5 separate regions of the Mus musculus genome follow, and regions 2, 3, 4 and 5 are each linked to region 1. A link is a contact called in public Hi-C and HiChIP or PLAC-seq data. All regions are on one chromosome and are shown on one strand. Each heading gives the region's core, a stretch centred on a gene start, on an enhancer-like site or on the middle of the called end of the contact. The rest is flanking DNA. Distances are from core to core; before and after follow the strand shown.

The links. Hi-C and Micro-C count contacts between places; a contact is called where the count stands out from the background. HiChIP or PLAC-seq counts read pairs in DNA pulled down with a chosen protein or histone mark.
Region 2: an H3K4me3 HiChIP or PLAC-seq map of embryonic stem cells shows a contact between it and region 1, with 32 read pairs. The contact joins the promoter of Igf2bp1 here to the enhancer-like site in region 1. A contact is called at or near these places in 7 of 115 datasets of contacts at active chromatin or transcription factors (acute myeloid leukemia, embryonic stem cells and neural tube) and 2 of 9 other capture datasets (adipose tissue and liver).
Region 3: a contact with region 1 is called in an H3K27ac HiChIP or PLAC-seq map of embryonic stem cells, with 5 read pairs. The contact joins two enhancer-like sites. A contact is called at or near these places in 3 of 484 Hi-C or Micro-C datasets (embryonic stem cells and forebrain neurons) and 1 of 115 datasets of contacts at active chromatin or transcription factors (embryonic stem cells).
Region 4: a contact with region 1 is called in an H3K27ac HiChIP or PLAC-seq map of embryonic stem cells, with 5 read pairs. The contact joins two enhancer-like sites. A contact is called at or near these places in 5 of 39 promoter capture datasets (3T3-L1-derived adipocytes, the C10 cell line, cranial neural crest and 2 more), 2 of 15 datasets of contacts at CTCF or cohesin (large pre-B cells and pro-B cells), 19 of 484 Hi-C or Micro-C datasets (the 63-12 cell line, B cells, the F1.1 cell line and 13 more), 1 of 115 datasets of contacts at active chromatin or transcription factors (embryonic stem cells) and 3 of 9 other capture datasets (adipose tissue, embryonic stem cells and liver).
Region 5: a contact with region 1 is called in a Hi-C map of embryonic stem cells, with 5 times the contacts expected there. The contact joins two enhancer-like sites. A contact is called at or near these places in 1 of 484 Hi-C or Micro-C datasets (embryonic stem cells) and 2 of 115 datasets of contacts at active chromatin or transcription factors (double positive thymocytes and pancreatic cancer cells).

The regions. Positions count from the first base shown.
Region 1 is chr11:95,769,590-95,772,499 of GRCm38.p6, forward strand. No RefSeq gene overlaps it. Among named protein-coding and RNA genes, the nearest start is that of Gm38957, 5.8 kb to the right of the region's middle. Within about 2 kb of position 1,527, at least 39 of the 459 cell types and tissues checked have an H3K27ac peak or open chromatin away from gene starts, as enhancers often do. A contact at or near this core is called in embryonic stem cells, where this site is marked.
Region 2 is chr11:96,004,463-96,007,372 of GRCm38.p6, forward strand. Igf2bp1 (insulin-like growth factor 2 mRNA binding protein 1) reads right to left here and starts at 1,482. Exons shown (of 15, transcript NM_009951.4): 1 at 997-1,482. The coding sequence starts at 1,171.
Region 3 is chr11:95,543,354-95,546,263 of GRCm38.p6, forward strand. No RefSeq gene overlaps it. Among named protein-coding and RNA genes, the nearest start is that of Nxph3, 30 kb to the left of the region's middle. Within about 2 kb of position 1,363, at least 21 of the 459 cell types and tissues checked have an H3K27ac peak or open chromatin away from gene starts, as enhancers often do. A contact at or near this core is called in embryonic stem cells, where this site is marked.
Region 4 is chr11:95,957,956-95,960,865 of GRCm38.p6, forward strand. Igf2bp1 (insulin-like growth factor 2 mRNA binding protein 1) reads right to left here. Exons shown (of 15, transcript NM_009951.4): 15 at 1-2,910. Among named protein-coding and RNA genes, the nearest start is that of Mir3063, 4.0 kb to the right of the region's middle. Within about 2 kb of position 1,411, at least 8 of the 459 cell types and tissues checked have an H3K27ac peak or open chromatin away from gene starts, as enhancers often do. A contact at or near this core is called in embryonic stem cells, where this site is marked.
Region 5 is chr11:95,620,850-95,623,759 of GRCm38.p6, forward strand. No RefSeq gene overlaps it. Among named protein-coding and RNA genes, the nearest start is that of Ngfr, 35 kb to the left of the region's middle. Within about 2 kb of position 1,407, at least 39 of the 459 cell types and tissues checked have an H3K27ac peak or open chromatin away from gene starts, as enhancers often do. A contact at or near this core is called in embryonic stem cells, where this site is marked.

The DNA of each region.
Region 1 (2,910 bases), core at 277-2,776:
GTGTAGTATGTGCACTTCACTGTAAAGATTACTTTAGCAACTGGCTGGTCTCTCGTGTCCCAAATTAAAGTTTGTGCTGTGTAATGGGTTGATAGTTCCCTCCTAAAGCAAAAACAGATGAGCTCTTTCGGTGAGGAAACAGGATTTTTTTTTTTTTTTTTTTTTAGGCAAATGAACACTAATTAGAGTATCCTGACCTGAGTCAAAAGCTTTGCTTTCTGACTTACAGTCTCTTGCATCTTTCCTTCCAGTTATTAGTACCCAGGCACCCAAGACTGATTGATGGTCGCACACCGTGGGAGACTTGAAAGGCGGCTGTTGATAAATTTTTCATCCTTTTTTTTGTCTGTGAACAGACAGGATGCCAGTGGGTGGGACAATACCAAATTGTGAGAATTGGGTTGAAAATACAGAAGTCAAGACATTGGAATGCCCCACTGGCTGTTTGGATTGAGAGCGGCATGCACACTGGAAGAGGTAGAGTCTGTGGTGCAGAAATCATTCCCAAGTGTCTAAAGGACCCTCCATGTTTGCCGCTGCGGTCAGTCTTGGGAACTGGGTGCTTTGAATCGGTTCCTTTTTCTCCAGTGTCCCGGGCGTTTGGATAGCGAAGAGCCATAGTCACCTGTCACTGGGAAGACCCATACCCTTCGAGAAGGATGGCTGCGTTATTGTGTCTGGATTAGGATACTTTTGGTCAAGTATCAAAGAGAGTTGTTGCCCCTCAGAGGTTTCCCCATCACTAACCCCAGCTTACCTTCATCCTATTTGAGCTTCTCTGGTGAGATTGGGGATATGGCAGATTACTCGAAAATGATTTTATAGGTGATGGAGATGCTCAAAAAGGGAGGGAAGCTGGGGCTTTGTTTAATGTCAAAAGGAAATCGGATGGTTTCAGTCGAGTCAAGAGCCTGCCTGTATGGGTCTGAAAAGAGAGCAGTGGCTTGTTTCTGTGTCTCTGGCTCCCGTGAACGAGCACAGCCTCTCCATCTGCCTTACCATGTAGGGAGCCAGGGAGCCAGAAACAGGGTCTCCATCACACCCCGAGTAGGCTCTGTGACTCTGGCTGCATTGGAAAATACACATGATCACTCACTTGAGTTAAGTTGGAAAGAAATAAATGGTGTAGTGTAATGTCTGTGTTTACTTCTCAAATTGTATTGCTAGATATGTGGCCTCAAAAAACCAGGTGAATTATCTTCCAGAATATGAGGGGTTGGGAGTAGGGGTGAGGGTTGTTTTGGGTTTTTGTTTCCTCTGCAGTACTTGTTTTGGCCATACGGGGCGATAAAGTACTTTCTTCTTAGCTTTTAAGTCTCTTCTGGGCTACCTCTTGGCTCACTGATTGGATTTGACTAAAACATTTTCACGATCACTAAGTTGAGCAGTTACTCAGGCCTGGTGATGTGAGCAGAGATGGGGTCCTGTGTCTGAGGTCCATGTGGCTCGTCAGGCATCATAACCAGCAAGCCTTTGTTAATATTGGTTCCATGAAACCGAAAGCTAGCCCTTATCATAAAGGCTCCATTGTTTACTAAACGCAGAACTAAAGGTGACCCTCCTCCCTGTTTCCACCCTCCCATTGCAGCCCAGTCTGCCCTATCACATCTGTGACAGCAGTGGGGACCTCTCATGTGTAAGCACACGCTCTCTCACTTTTTCTGCTCCAGGTGGGTAGGAAGGTCTCCCAGAGCAGGCCTGGCCCTCTCTCTGCACAGGTTCCTTGTCTTTGGGCTCCTGGCCCTCTTCAGCTCTCGGGGAATATTGAATGCGTCCTTTGCAGTGTCTCCAGAGGAACAGTTGGCTATCCACTCAGGAAAGCACAGGCCTGAGGCTGTTTACCTTGCAGGGTCAGGAAGCATTTTCCTGTGGAAGGGCCTCCTGCTGATTTTCTCCTGGTCCTTTCCCCCAGCAAGAGTCTGTGCAGTGCCAGTCGGGGGGTCCTTGTAATTCCAGCCCAGGCAGAAGTGGAAGGGAAGCAGTGACCAGGGTAGATAGCAGGTGTCCGGGTGTCCCCACAGTCCTGAGGTCACTTGCACTTTCTCATTTCTTAAAGGAAGTCCAGTGTTCTTGCCAGGAATCCTTAGCCTTAGGTTTACAAAGCTTGCTGTTGAATGTTCGTCCGGAGGAGTGTAAGAAGGCAGGAACTGCTTGGTTCCAGTCCTGCCTGCAAGGTCAAGAAGGTTTAAGACTACGTCTAATCTGGAATCCTTACCTCTGTAGAGGGCGTTGAAGGTCAAGCTGGGACGGTGAGGGGTGCTGTAAAGAAGGTCATTGGGCCTTCAGTTGTGGGTGGGGGTGAGTGGTGGGCAGGACAGAGTCTTACTAGGATGGGAAGGAGGGAGAGGAGGGCTTGGCCCAGGGAGCTGGCCGCATGGTGGGTGGAGCCAGGTGGGCTCTGAACTGGTCCAGATGCCTGGCTTCCCTTAGCCATCTTTTCCCTAGCATCCTGTCAGACCCCCGGCGTGATGATATGCTTCCCTGTGTTAACTCTACCAATATTATTTTTTTAGCAATGGAAATGCACTTTTTTTTAATTTCAACTCAATCATGATTTTAAGTATAAAAATTTATAGATTGTTAAAACTACTTTTTTGTGTATTTTTAACCACTCAATGTAGCATTGTATATTTTATTCTTATTGAGACTCTGGTACAAGGTGTGCCATTTAATGATTTTTTCCCCCCAACATGCTGGGCCTTTGGATGTGTACGGTAACCAACTTCATGCTAATGTTCAAAGTAAAAAAAGAAAAGTAGCCATATTCCCACGTGTCTTCTCTTCATTTCTTCTCCAAGCTCAGATGACATTTTGAGGGCCCCTTGGTCAATGATTGTTCATTTTATGTAATCATGTGACCCACGTCTGTATTATTGGTTCGTATCTCCAATGCTGTTGGTAGTGTGCCTA
Region 2 (2,910 bases), core at 232-2,731, 230 kb after region 1:
AACCCGTAATTTCGTTGGGTTTTTTTTTTTCTTCAATTTTTTTCGTTTTATTTCCATTAATCACGTGGGCTGATTGAGCAGCCTGCTCAGATTTGGGAAAGGTGTGAGCGTTTGTGTGAGCGCGCTTGCTTCGGCGGCTCCAGAAGTAGAAGGAAGGAGACAGGCGAAAGCAGGATCGTTTCGCGAAGTGGGGCGGGAGTAGAGAATTAAAACTTTATTTTCCAGCAGAGCCACGGTGAAGGGCTTAGGCGACCAGGCCGGGTCGGGGCCACAGGGCTAGCGGAGGGCCCCCGGGGCGGCGCGGCCCGGGGCGGAGGGTCCCTCGCGGTAGCCGCGCGCCTCTCGGCCCAGCCTCGGCGTCTCGGGAAGCAGCATGGCGACCCGCCGCCGCCACCGCCACCGCCGCCGCGCCACCCGGCTCACGCCCCACTTTCAAATCAAAATGGCTCAAGCCCCAGGCCTTGGGCGGGAGGCGGGAGCCCCTTCCTCCCACGTCCTGCCTCAGGGCTTAGTCCCTAGTTAAAGCGGGAAGAGCTGAGGTGCGCGAACCCCCATCCTGGAAAGGCCCGGGACGGAGGGCAGGGGCTTTGGGGGTGCTCTAGCGCATGGGGGGCTGACTAGGGGCGGGGGGGAATCGGGGAAACCACGCCTATACCCGAACCCCAGTGTTCGTGAGACACCCCCACCCCCACCCCCACCAGTTGCCAACCGGGGCTCCCGCCCCGTCGGTGGGGAGGGGTGTAGGGAGCCGCCACGAGCGCCTCGGGCTGGGGGAAGGGGTGAGGAAATCCCGAATATCTCCGCGCCGGGAGAAGGCGTCGAGGGAGGCCGGGCGAGGCTGGGGACCGAAGACGGAGGCCGAGCCCTCCCGGACCCGGGAAGAGTTGGCCGGCAAGGAAAAGAGGAGCTGCAGGTCCCCGTTGTTCCGGGATTTCGTGTGTGTGTGTGTGTGTGTGTGTGTGTGTGTGTTTTCCGGGGAGGTGGCCGCGCTCTTACCCGAGAAAGTTTCGATGGCCTTCATCGCCCAGTGCTCGTCGGGGCAATCCACGAAGGCGTAGCCGGATTTGACCAAGAACTGGCCGCTGTAGGAGATCTTGTGCTCCGCGAATACTTTCTCCAAGTCTGCGGGGGTCACACTCTCGTTGAGGTTGCCGATGTAAAGCTTGTTCATGGTGGCGGTGGCGGGGCAAGGACACGGTTCCAGGCAAGGCCGAGCCGGGCGGGCGCGGGCGGAGAGCCTCCTAGGCCGAGAGGCGTGGAGACGGGCGGCGGGAGCCGCAAACTTTCTACGCACCCCACCCCTGAAGTTGTCCGGAGCTCCGGGCGGGTGGGCGGCCTGAGGGCACGCGGGGGTCACGGGAGAGTTTGGGTGAGCCCGGGAGAAGTGCCCGCCGAGTGCAGGGGAGGCTGACGACGACGCGGCGCGGCTCCTTCCCTTCGGTCCGAAACCCCTGCGAGCGGGCTGGTGTGTCACGTTTCTCCGCGGCCGCCCTGGCGCCGCCTCTAAATAAAATCGACTTGAAAAAAAAAAAAAAATGGAGCAGGAAAAAAAAAAAAGGCGAAGCCACGTGGTGACAGCCCCCACCCACCCTGCAGGGAAAGACCCCCGACGCCACCGGGCCCCTTGGCCCTCCAACCCGGACCAACCCAACAGTCTCCAATCTTGGGGGCGGCACTCAGCGCACCCCACGGGTAAACCAGGAAAGTGGAAGCAGAGTTCCCCCCCCAGCTCTCCTATCCCCCTCCCCCTTTGCAAGAACCTGGCCCCTAAAGCGGCGCCCCGCCCCCACAGCGACCTGCACGGGGGGGGGGGGTGGCGGGGGGAGGGCGGTGGCGACCCAAATCCCCCCAGTTCTTAGGAATAAAATGTACGGTAATTTTTTTATTCGTTTTGTGGAGACTGGGCTGCCCACCCCACCCCGGCAAACTGCTAGCGACTGACAGGCGGGGGACTGCCGAGACAGACAAAGAGAAGCTGAGGACTCTGGGGTCTTCAGGAGGGGGTCGCAGGAACCGGTTATTTAAAAGGAAAGACGCCTTTCCTCTACGTTTCTAAGTAGGGGGTCACTGTCTTTCCCGCTACACCGCTAGACTTCGCTGGCCTCCCGGGTCCTGATTCAGGGGACCCTGAGAGCGCGGGATCGGGAAGCTGCGGACACGGGACACGAGAGACAGCGCCTGAAAACGAGGGACCCGCAGGAAATCATGTTTCGGGATCCCCACTGGAGAAAAGCTGGCTTGCACCCAGTCCAGCTGCTGGATGACAACACTCCAGCATCCTTGGGGGAAAGCCTGCACGACCCGGCTCGAGAGCATCCTCGAAGATCAACTGGGTGGGGGAAAAACGACGAGGGGTGGTCGCACCACCGATCGACCCCGAACCGGAGGGGTTGGCTTCAGAAGGGAGGGACCGGGTTGAGCTCCGAGGTCCCCCTCGCCCTCCCCACGCAAGGAGCGGACAGGTGGCGTCGCCCGCCTGCGTCCGCTCTACCCGCGATGCACTGAGCGATGGTCCATGCGCAGGCTGTGGGTCTCAGAACTTAGTTTTGGGGTGCTGGATTTTGGAAGGCCGCCGGGGGAGGGGGTGCAGAGGCCCCGCCCACGTCCCCAGGTCAGCCCGGGGCGGGGAGGGGGTAATTTCCGCTCCGCGCTTGAGGAAGCGAGCAGCGGGGGAGGGGGCTGCGGCCCTCCCCCCTCCCCGTGGGGAGGGGGAAGTGGATCCGCCCAGGTCCCTTCCCTCCGCTAGGACCGACGCGTTCCGGATCCTCAGGCTCCGGGAGCCCGAGGGAAAGACCGGACTGGGCGAGGGGCGACACGTGGGCGGTCGCACCCCGTCTGTGAGGTGGGGGAGGGGGCCGCGCGCTGGGAGTCCCGGACGCGCAGCGGAGCGCGGGACGCGTTGCACACTCA
Region 3 (2,910 bases), core at 113-2,612, 230 kb before region 1:
AGGCTGATAACCCAAGGGACTGTCATGTCACACGGGTGTCATTCTGAGCTGTGGGATTGTAGGTTTGCTTACTCAGCACCAGGCAACCTAAAAATAACAGCAGTCCCAGAGAACCAACCATGGGGACTTCAGGGTCACAGAGAACAGGAGTATGAGCTGGGGTATGCCTATGTCCATTCCTCCCAGTTTTACGCACCCCCTTCCCAGTATCTCCACTCCTAGGCCCAGCCTGGTGCCTGAGGTTCTAACTCAATTAACCCATAGAGAACGCAGCTGGCCTAAGTGGTTATTTGGGGAGCACAAGGTTTGGGATTCCCAGACTCTGGGGCAACATGAGGACAATGCTAAACCTGTCCCAGGCACACACACCCCAATCCCAGGACCAACTGCAAGGCCCCAAATGACACCCCGACCCCCTCCCGTCCTCACCACTCCCCCTCCCACAGGGCTGGCGCCACCTGAGGCTCAAACAGCCCAGGCAGACAGCAGCTGAGCTGCCCCCTTCAGCTCTTCCCTGCTTCTCACCCCCTAGGCTGGCTGAGGAGGAAGAGTTCACAGCCACCGTGGTAGCTCAGCAGCTGGGGGGAGCCCAGATGTGGGAGAGCCCAGAAGACAGGATAGTGTTACACTCAAATGGCCTGCCAGCTTCTCCTTAGAAGACAGGGATGGCCACAGTGTCTGGGAATGGAATGGTGTGTGCTTGTGCTTCATTCTCCATTCTTATCCCTCAGCTCCTGAGCATCAGTAATTGAGAATCAGCTAAAAGGTAGGCTTTGGTGAGCGGCCCTAGGTTTTCAATGAATAGAGGCGCTAACCACCCCTTCCTCTGGGTGTTTCCTGATCCAGCTGGCCCACTACCTGGCCGGAAGCCTCCAGCTAGAGCAGCTGACAGGAAGAGACTGACCTCTCTCCAACACTGTTCTTTGTCCACAGTGAATGTACCGGCTTTGGTTTCTGTGTGGACGCCTCCCCTCCCCTCCCAGCCTCTGACTCAGGGGCTCCGTCCATCCTGTCTAGGCCAGGGGCTCTCCTGGATACACACAAAGAGAGCATCTCAGGTTCCCTGGTCAGGGGCACCTGCTCTTTGATCTGCCCTTCTTCTTTCCCCAGGGTACTGGGTGCTACAAGGGCGAGGCTCCATCCAGGGACAGGCACCCAGAGATAAAATCTGGGATGGGAAGGAGCCTCAGATGAGAGTGACTTTAAAGTGCCGACACACACACACACACACACACATACACACACACACACACACACACACACACACACACACTTTACCAAGCTCACTCCTGACTGCCTACCTGAGCTCTCCCCTCCTCCACCATCCCTGGCGTTCCTCCCAGATTTCTCACTGGGAAGTTCTCAGATCTGGGGCCCTGTAGATCCAGTGGCCAGATGGGAAAGGTGCGTGCTGAGCAGGCCTGGACCACATTGCAACATAGTAACCTGGGGACTCAGAAGGTGCCTGGCTTCTGACCTCTCAACTCAGCAAGCTGCCAATGGGTTCCACATCTGCATTTTCCTTATTCCCAGAATCTTTTATCTTGTTTGTTTGTTTGTTTTGTTTTGTTTCTTTTGGGTTTCTCTATGTAGCTCTGGCTATCTTGGAGCTCCGTCTGTAGACCAAATTAGCTTCAAACTCCGAGATCCTCCTGCATCTGCCTCCTGAGCTCCCGAGCACTGGTATTAAAGGAATGTGCTACCACACCCACATACCCCCCCCCCCATCCAGAATCTTAAAGAGCACAACCATACACCCACCAGGAAATGGCACCCTGCAGGGACCAGGTGGGGCTCTGGATGTCTGACAGACTCCGTGGCAAGGATCCTACCTTGTAGCCGCTCCCTAGTCTACTGAGGGGTGTGCCCAAGAGAAACCCATTCCCTTTCTGATCCTGCTAGGGTGGGGGTAGGGTCTGATGGTCCCTTGGACCAAGTACAGTGCAGGCCCCTTCCCCCTGCCCTGCCCTGCCCTGCCCTGCCCCTTCCCCACCCCTAGCCCCTCACCCCCACTCTGAAATCCCCTTTGCTTCACTCCTTCATGCTTGTTTTTTTGCTTGTTAGAGTTTTGCTGCTGTTAGTTTTGAGATAGGGACTTGCCTTGTAGCTCAGGCTGGCCTGAAATTCTTAAACCTCCTGCCTCAGCCTCCCAAGCCTGGGTTATAGGCTTGGGCCGTAACCATGCGTAGGTCACTCTCCTTTATTTTTTTGTGAGAGGCTTGCAAACCAGGCAGACTTGCCAGCAGTTCCCAGTTGGAATCCCAGCTCAGCCCCAGTTTACCACAACCCAGCTTGTGTTCTGGGCTAACTCCTTGGGCCTCTCGGTTTCCACTCCTCAGCTCTCGGCTGAGCTACCAGCTCCTCTCCTCCTCTTCTGGTCCCTTGAGGTAACTTCTCTTTCATTTTCCACTCACCCTCTCCCTTCCCCAGCTCCAGCTCTACACCTTGTGCAGGCCCTTCCCTCTTCAGAGTGCCTTCTGCTGCCTTCCTTTCCCTGGAGTCCAAAGGAAGACTCCTGGTGAGCCGAGAGGTTCAACAAAGGTGTCAATCAACTATGAGATCTAAAACAGGAGGGAAGTGGGCCATCTTAGGTTTGTAGCTTCATCCCAGGGTGGTATACCCAGCCACTTGCATACACAAGCACACGTGTATATATACACATGAACAAAGGCAGAAAAAAAAAAGTAAAATACCTGAATAGGACACCCAAAAGAAGAGGCAGAGACGGTAAATAACCACAAGAAGCACTCCATGGTGTGTGCCAGAGATCTGGACATTTAAACAAACAAGGTACCACTCACCTCACACCTATCCGAATGGCTAAACCTGAGAGCAGTGACCAAATCAAGTGTCATTCAGGACACAGAGCAAGAGAACACTCATTCTCAGGAATGTAGAGTGGTTAAAGCA
Region 4 (2,910 bases), core at 161-2,660, 190 kb after region 1:
GAAATTGTCTCCCTCCCTTAAAAGAAAAAAAAATTTTTTTTGGTTTTTATTTTTTTTTTTTTTAAGATTTTTTGGAAAGTATTTTTAAGGTAATAGTTTTTCCTTTGGAAAAAGAAATCTTTCCCCCGCCTAACCTAAGCAAGTGGAGTTGCCACTACCTAAATTTCTCTATATTGTTTTGCTAAGAGGTAGATTAAAACCAAAAGTGAAACAGGCTTCTATAAGGAGGTCATTTAGGGGTGGGGAGGGCTAGGGCACCTGGCGGTGGTCAACTACAAAGGTGGCCTGAGCGAGCCTGGTAGACTGGACCAGGCCCCAGGGCAGAAGGATCCTGCTCTATCTCAGAGCGCGCCCCCTCCCCCCATACACACACACACCTCCCGAGGGGACTCAGTGGAGGCAGAGGATCTTGAAGAAACCCTGTTGAAGAGGCCCCGGTTCCCAAGTTAGGAGCTGACTAGGGGATTCCAGGCCGGACCCAGAACCACCCTCCATCCAGCTCTCTAGGGAAGGAGCCCATTCCTTTCCTCACATCAAGCTTAAGCTTAAGCTCTGAGAGAGAGGGGGAGGAGCTGGAGTGAAGGGATGAGAGAGTGGGGGAGGAGAGCAGAAAAGGGGATGGGGTGGGGGGGAGGGGACACGAGATGACGGAACCCTGCCAACCCGACCAATGTGAGTGGGGACCCGGGCAAGCCTGCCCGATCCCCATGACAAACCTAGTGTGGCATAAGCCAAAACTCTCTCCTGGCTGGGATTCATCCCCGAGGCATGAGTCCCTGCCCTCATCTCCAATCTTACTGTGAGGACTGAGGTAGTTCATCCATTTATACTCGTAGTATTCATCATCTGTGATTATGAAAAACACACGCTCCAGGAGCATCCTGCTATTTAAGAAAAACAAATTCTCTTCTTTTGTCAGTCCATAGTCACCCATTTGAGGGCATCCGTAATGATACCACATCAGGCCGTGCAGGGTTGAGGCTTTGGCCTAGCCTCTAGACCATGAAGCATGTGGCCTGTCCCGGATCTTGAACCCTCACTGAGATGTATCCAAAGGAAAGAAACACCATGTTTCAGCTGGTATTACTCTATGTATGTCTGAATACAAGAACAACATTCTGCACCTAAACCATTGAGTATCTGGAAGGAAAATGGCTTTTACATCCCCTGGCATTGATGAGGGGGTCTCTTCCTGCAATGTCCTGCCAAGCTGGTCTCCTTCTATTGGTTTTCAACAAACAGGCAAAAACAGTTGTGTGGTCTGAATGGCAAAGCCACTAGGATCTCCCCCAGGAGCACTTAGGACAAGGAAAGGCGACCTCGTCCCGAGAGAGGGGGAGAAGAGTTGCCTAAATCGACAGCTCCTCCTGGGGCTCAGTTAGGCTTGGCGCCCTCTGGGGCTGAGGTAGTTAATAGCACTGCTGGTTCCCAGTTTGGCAGAGGGTGTCTGGGAAGGGAGGAGGGGAAGGCACCCTTGAGAGCTAACTGAGGCCCCTCCTCACTGCCAGTCTGCCAGGCCTGAAGGGAACTCCACGGTGCCATCTCTGCAGTGGGGACAGGGGAGGAGAGCAGTCCCACAGGGAGCCCAAGAGTCCCTCCTTCCCCAAAGTGCAACAGGACCCCCTTTTCCCTGCTCCCTAGCCCTGGGCAAGCACCACACCCCAATCCCCCAGGAACTTAACAAGAGTGGTGCTTGTCTTTAGTGTAGTCTCCAGGACCCTCCCCCTCACAGACAGGCCTAGGAGATGTAGAAAGATGGCCGGCCACTGCTTTGTCTTAGAAACAGCCTCTCAGCCTCTGTCTGTCTGTCTGTCTTTGGCACAAAGGAAAACGGACATACAGAACCAACTGGAACATCCTGTCCCAGCATCCTCGGGGTTTTGACATGGTGTCTCCAGCCAATAGCGAGGCAGGAGTTTTCCCCAAAAGCGGAGAGTTTAGGGAAATGAAAGACAGAAAGGACCGGAAAGAGTCAAAGGCCACACGACTTCCCTCGTACCTAGACCTCCTTCCAGCAACTAAGTCCACAAACTGCAAAAGGCAACCAGACCCCAGAGGGGGTTAAAGCCACTGCGGTGTAAGCGGCAGATGCAGCTTCAAAGTCAGTCAGTGAGTCAAACCATTTGGCTTTTTATGTGTTTCCAAGAATTTAAAAAATAGACCCAAGAGATGATCCTTTCATTCATAAAACTACGTGTGTAGTGCACACACACACACCTCTATACATAGACCTCTGAGCACAGAAGCAGTTTCTTCTAAAGGTTGCTTTTCTCAACTGTCCAAATATCCCAAGTGCTTTTTGTAATAATTTGCCATCTTACCTAGGACAGGGTTTGGAAAAAAAAAAAAAAAGAGGTGACAAGCAGGGTAAGGAGCTGCCCTAAGATCTGGCCTTTGAGTCACCAGACAACCCAAATAAGCCAGGCTCTCCCTTCCTGCTGACCTCTGCCCCTAGTCCATATTCTTACTTTCATTAGGAAGCCAACTTTCACAATCTTGCTGCTGGGCAAATCCAGCCATGAGTGGAACCTTGCCTAGTCCATGTAAGTTTTCAGGTCCCTTGTCACACATGTTCTGATCTCTTCTGGGAGCTCAATCAGCTAAAGGGAAGGACTTGGACTTAAGGTGTGAAGGGGGCAGGTCCCCAAGGAACAGACGCTCCAGCAATCTCATTCCAGGTACTATGGGATCCCCCCATGGTCACTTGAACCAGGTATCAAAGCATGCTTGCTGCAAGAAATCCACTTGAAATCACTAAATGGCCGATGTCTGAACATTGTCTGCTTTGAATGGGAACAAAGCACATAGAGCCAGGTGGGAAGCTTAATTCTACTGGCCTGTTACATCCTAAAGACTGTTTCTCTCTTTGGACTAAATGGTCTGGAGCCTATGAGAGACCGTGGCTGTGAT
Region 5 (2,910 bases), core at 157-2,656, 150 kb before region 1:
TGGCCTCATGGGATTCCTTGCCTTGCCTAGAATGTACTATAGGCTTTTACCCTTGCTGTCAGCCCCGACATCCTCCCCTCCCCACCCCACCCCACCCCCACCCACCTAGCAAACCATCTTGTCTTTCCATGATCAGCTAAGATCAGTTAAATGGCATCTCCTCTGGGAAGCTGGTCCAGCCCTCCCCGGCAGGATGGATGACACGGTCCAGCCCTGGGCTCAGACTGCTAGCCTAGCATTTTCACACTTCCCAGCAGTTAGCAGCTGGCCCATCCAGCACTTTTGCTAAGAGGCCTGGGACAGGGTCCAGGGCATGCTGACCTCTACTTCTGTGACCTGACACATTTATGTTCAGCAAAGGACTTAGGAGAACTAACCCCCCCAGTTGAAACCACCAGAGACAGGCCGCTCACTAAGCTCTTCCGGAAGTTGGCTGTGATCTCTGTGGCCTCTGGGCTCACATCTGTCTGATCTGGATGTCAGATGGACTGTCACATGGGTAACTGAGTAGAGTCAGGGGATCAGACTCTGGACTGAAGTGGGGGGAACTATAGATGAGTTCCTGTTGTTCCGTGTGGGCCTGTTTGCTTATGTTTACCTGTTAAATAAAGTGACAAGCCCTTCAGAGATTCCCTCCCGGTGCTCTGGGGCTTACAAGCATATTATGGCTTGGGGATTTTGTGACTGGGGCTGGCACTGTGGAGCTTACACTGAGTGTGAGTGAAGACTGTTCAGGGCAGACAGGAGCTCTCCCAGGAAGTGTCTCCCCAGAGAAGGAGGGATGACTTGGGGAGGGGTCAGGGTAGACACACTAGGAGGTGGGGACTCTTTCAGAGTCAGTAATTGTGAAAATCAATGGCATGGCCGGAGGCAGGAGACCAAGGAAAAGCCTGGGGGACTAGATCCCAGGAAATGAAGGGGGCGGGGTACAGTATCCTTCAACAGGGCTCAGCCTGGGGTAGGGGTGGGGGGAGAGAGAAATGCAAAGTAAGGGTTTAGCATTAGAATCTTGGGAAGAAGGGCAAGGAGACTTTGGGCTCAATGAAAATATATGTGTATGCAAATTCATTGTTTGTGTTTAGCTGGACAAGTCAAGTCGTGGTCCCTAAGACACCCCTCCCTCCCAAGCTCAGGCTGAAGTTCTGCCTCTGACTCAAGCGTGCTGTGGGCCGAGTAATTCCCGCCCTACCTTTAAGCTCTTCTCTGCCTTGAAATGCTGCCTTGTCCTCGAACATCTCTGGGAGTCGAAGCCCTTGCAGGCATCCCTTCAGTACCCCCGTGTCGAGGCAAGTTTATTTCTAACCCCTCTACTTCCAGGCCCCAGTTCCTTCCGTGCCAGCTCTCCCCGGCTTTTCCCCTCCGTGTGCCCCCTGCCTCTCTGCTCCACAGCTTCCCACAGTGCAGTCCTTCAGCCTCTCTCTAAGGTCCCGGTTTGGCAACTCAGGGTGGTGGGAGCAGACTGTGGGAGGCCAGGCCAGACCTCCCACCCTTTCTCCTTCCTCGTCACCCTGTGACGCCACCCGAACCCACACCCATCCCACAGGAGGAAAACAACAGACACTGGGGGTCCTGAGGAGGGAAGAGAGACAGACCCTGTGTGGGGTCTGAAGGGGTCCTGAGGTGGGGGTTGGGGAGAAGTGGAAGAAGGAGGTAAAACACACCATTACTCTCCAGCAGGAGCCGCTCCTGGGGCTGGAGGTGCCAGTGCTGACTGGGAGCTGGAAGGCACTATTGTCTGGCCCACCCCTTTGATCGTCCCTCGCCAGCTCCCTAGGAGGCTGTTAACATCCTTCTTTATGAGCTGGGGTTGAGCCAAGCCTCTCACCTCATCTGAAGCTCCCTGGCGGCTGCCTTTGGTCTTCTCACCATGCCCGGCGCCTGTACTGGGGACCTGTGGCTCTTTTCCACGCGCCAACAACTTCAGGCCTGGTAAGAGATCCAATGGACCAGCCAGTCTCTGTTCTCATGTGCTCCTAGGTGGATGACAAGCAGGTAGGGTACTTTTGGCCAACAGTCTAAAGCAGTGGTGCTCAACCTTCCTAACGCTGCGACTCTTTAGTACAGTTCCCCATATTATGGTGACACCCAACCATAAAATTATTTTGTTGCTACTTCGTAACTGCAATTTGCCACTGTTATGAATTGTAATATAAATGTCTGTTATTCAGGATATCCGATATGCAACCCCTGTAAAAGGGTCATTCGACCCCTGAAAGGGTCATGACCCACAGGTTGAGAGCCATTGGTCTAAAGAGCCAGAGTCTTGAATGAGTGACCTCAGTGGGCTTCCTGGAAGAGGCAAGGAGAGGACAGAGGATCTAAGGAAAAGGAGGGAGGGAAGTGGACCAAGCATGAAATGGAGGTGAGGAAGCAGGCCATCTCACAAGCAGAAATGATGCCACCCCTGAGCCTCAATTGGTTTGCCTGTACAATGGGCCAACACTTACTTCCCTAGGATCAGCCAGTACATGAAGTTAGAGTCCACGCTGTCTTTGCTCTCACTTCTTGGACTGTCTTCCTCTCTGAGAGTCTTCCAAAGGGGCCAGCCCCTTCCCGGGACCTCAGTATCCAGCTGTATCCAGAAACATCTGCCTCTCTTGTAAGAAGTCCCCACAAGGCTCTGAGTGGGGGAGGGGGGAGGAGGTAGAGCACTGGAAGGCAGGGGGGAACAGAGATGGATGAAAAGAGCAAGGTGCATCTTCTGACAGCTCTTCCCCAAGGCCTTGCTGGACACAGAGATCCGTTGCTGTCTTCCAGCTGCCCTGAAACACACCTGCTTTCCCTCTCAGCCCCTCCGGTGGCCCCTGCTGGGCCTCCAGGATGAGCCTCCGCTTCCTCCCAGCTTCTTTCACTGGCTGCCCAGCAATGGATTCTCCAGCCTTGTTTCCAAAATTCTAGCCAAGTTCTGTC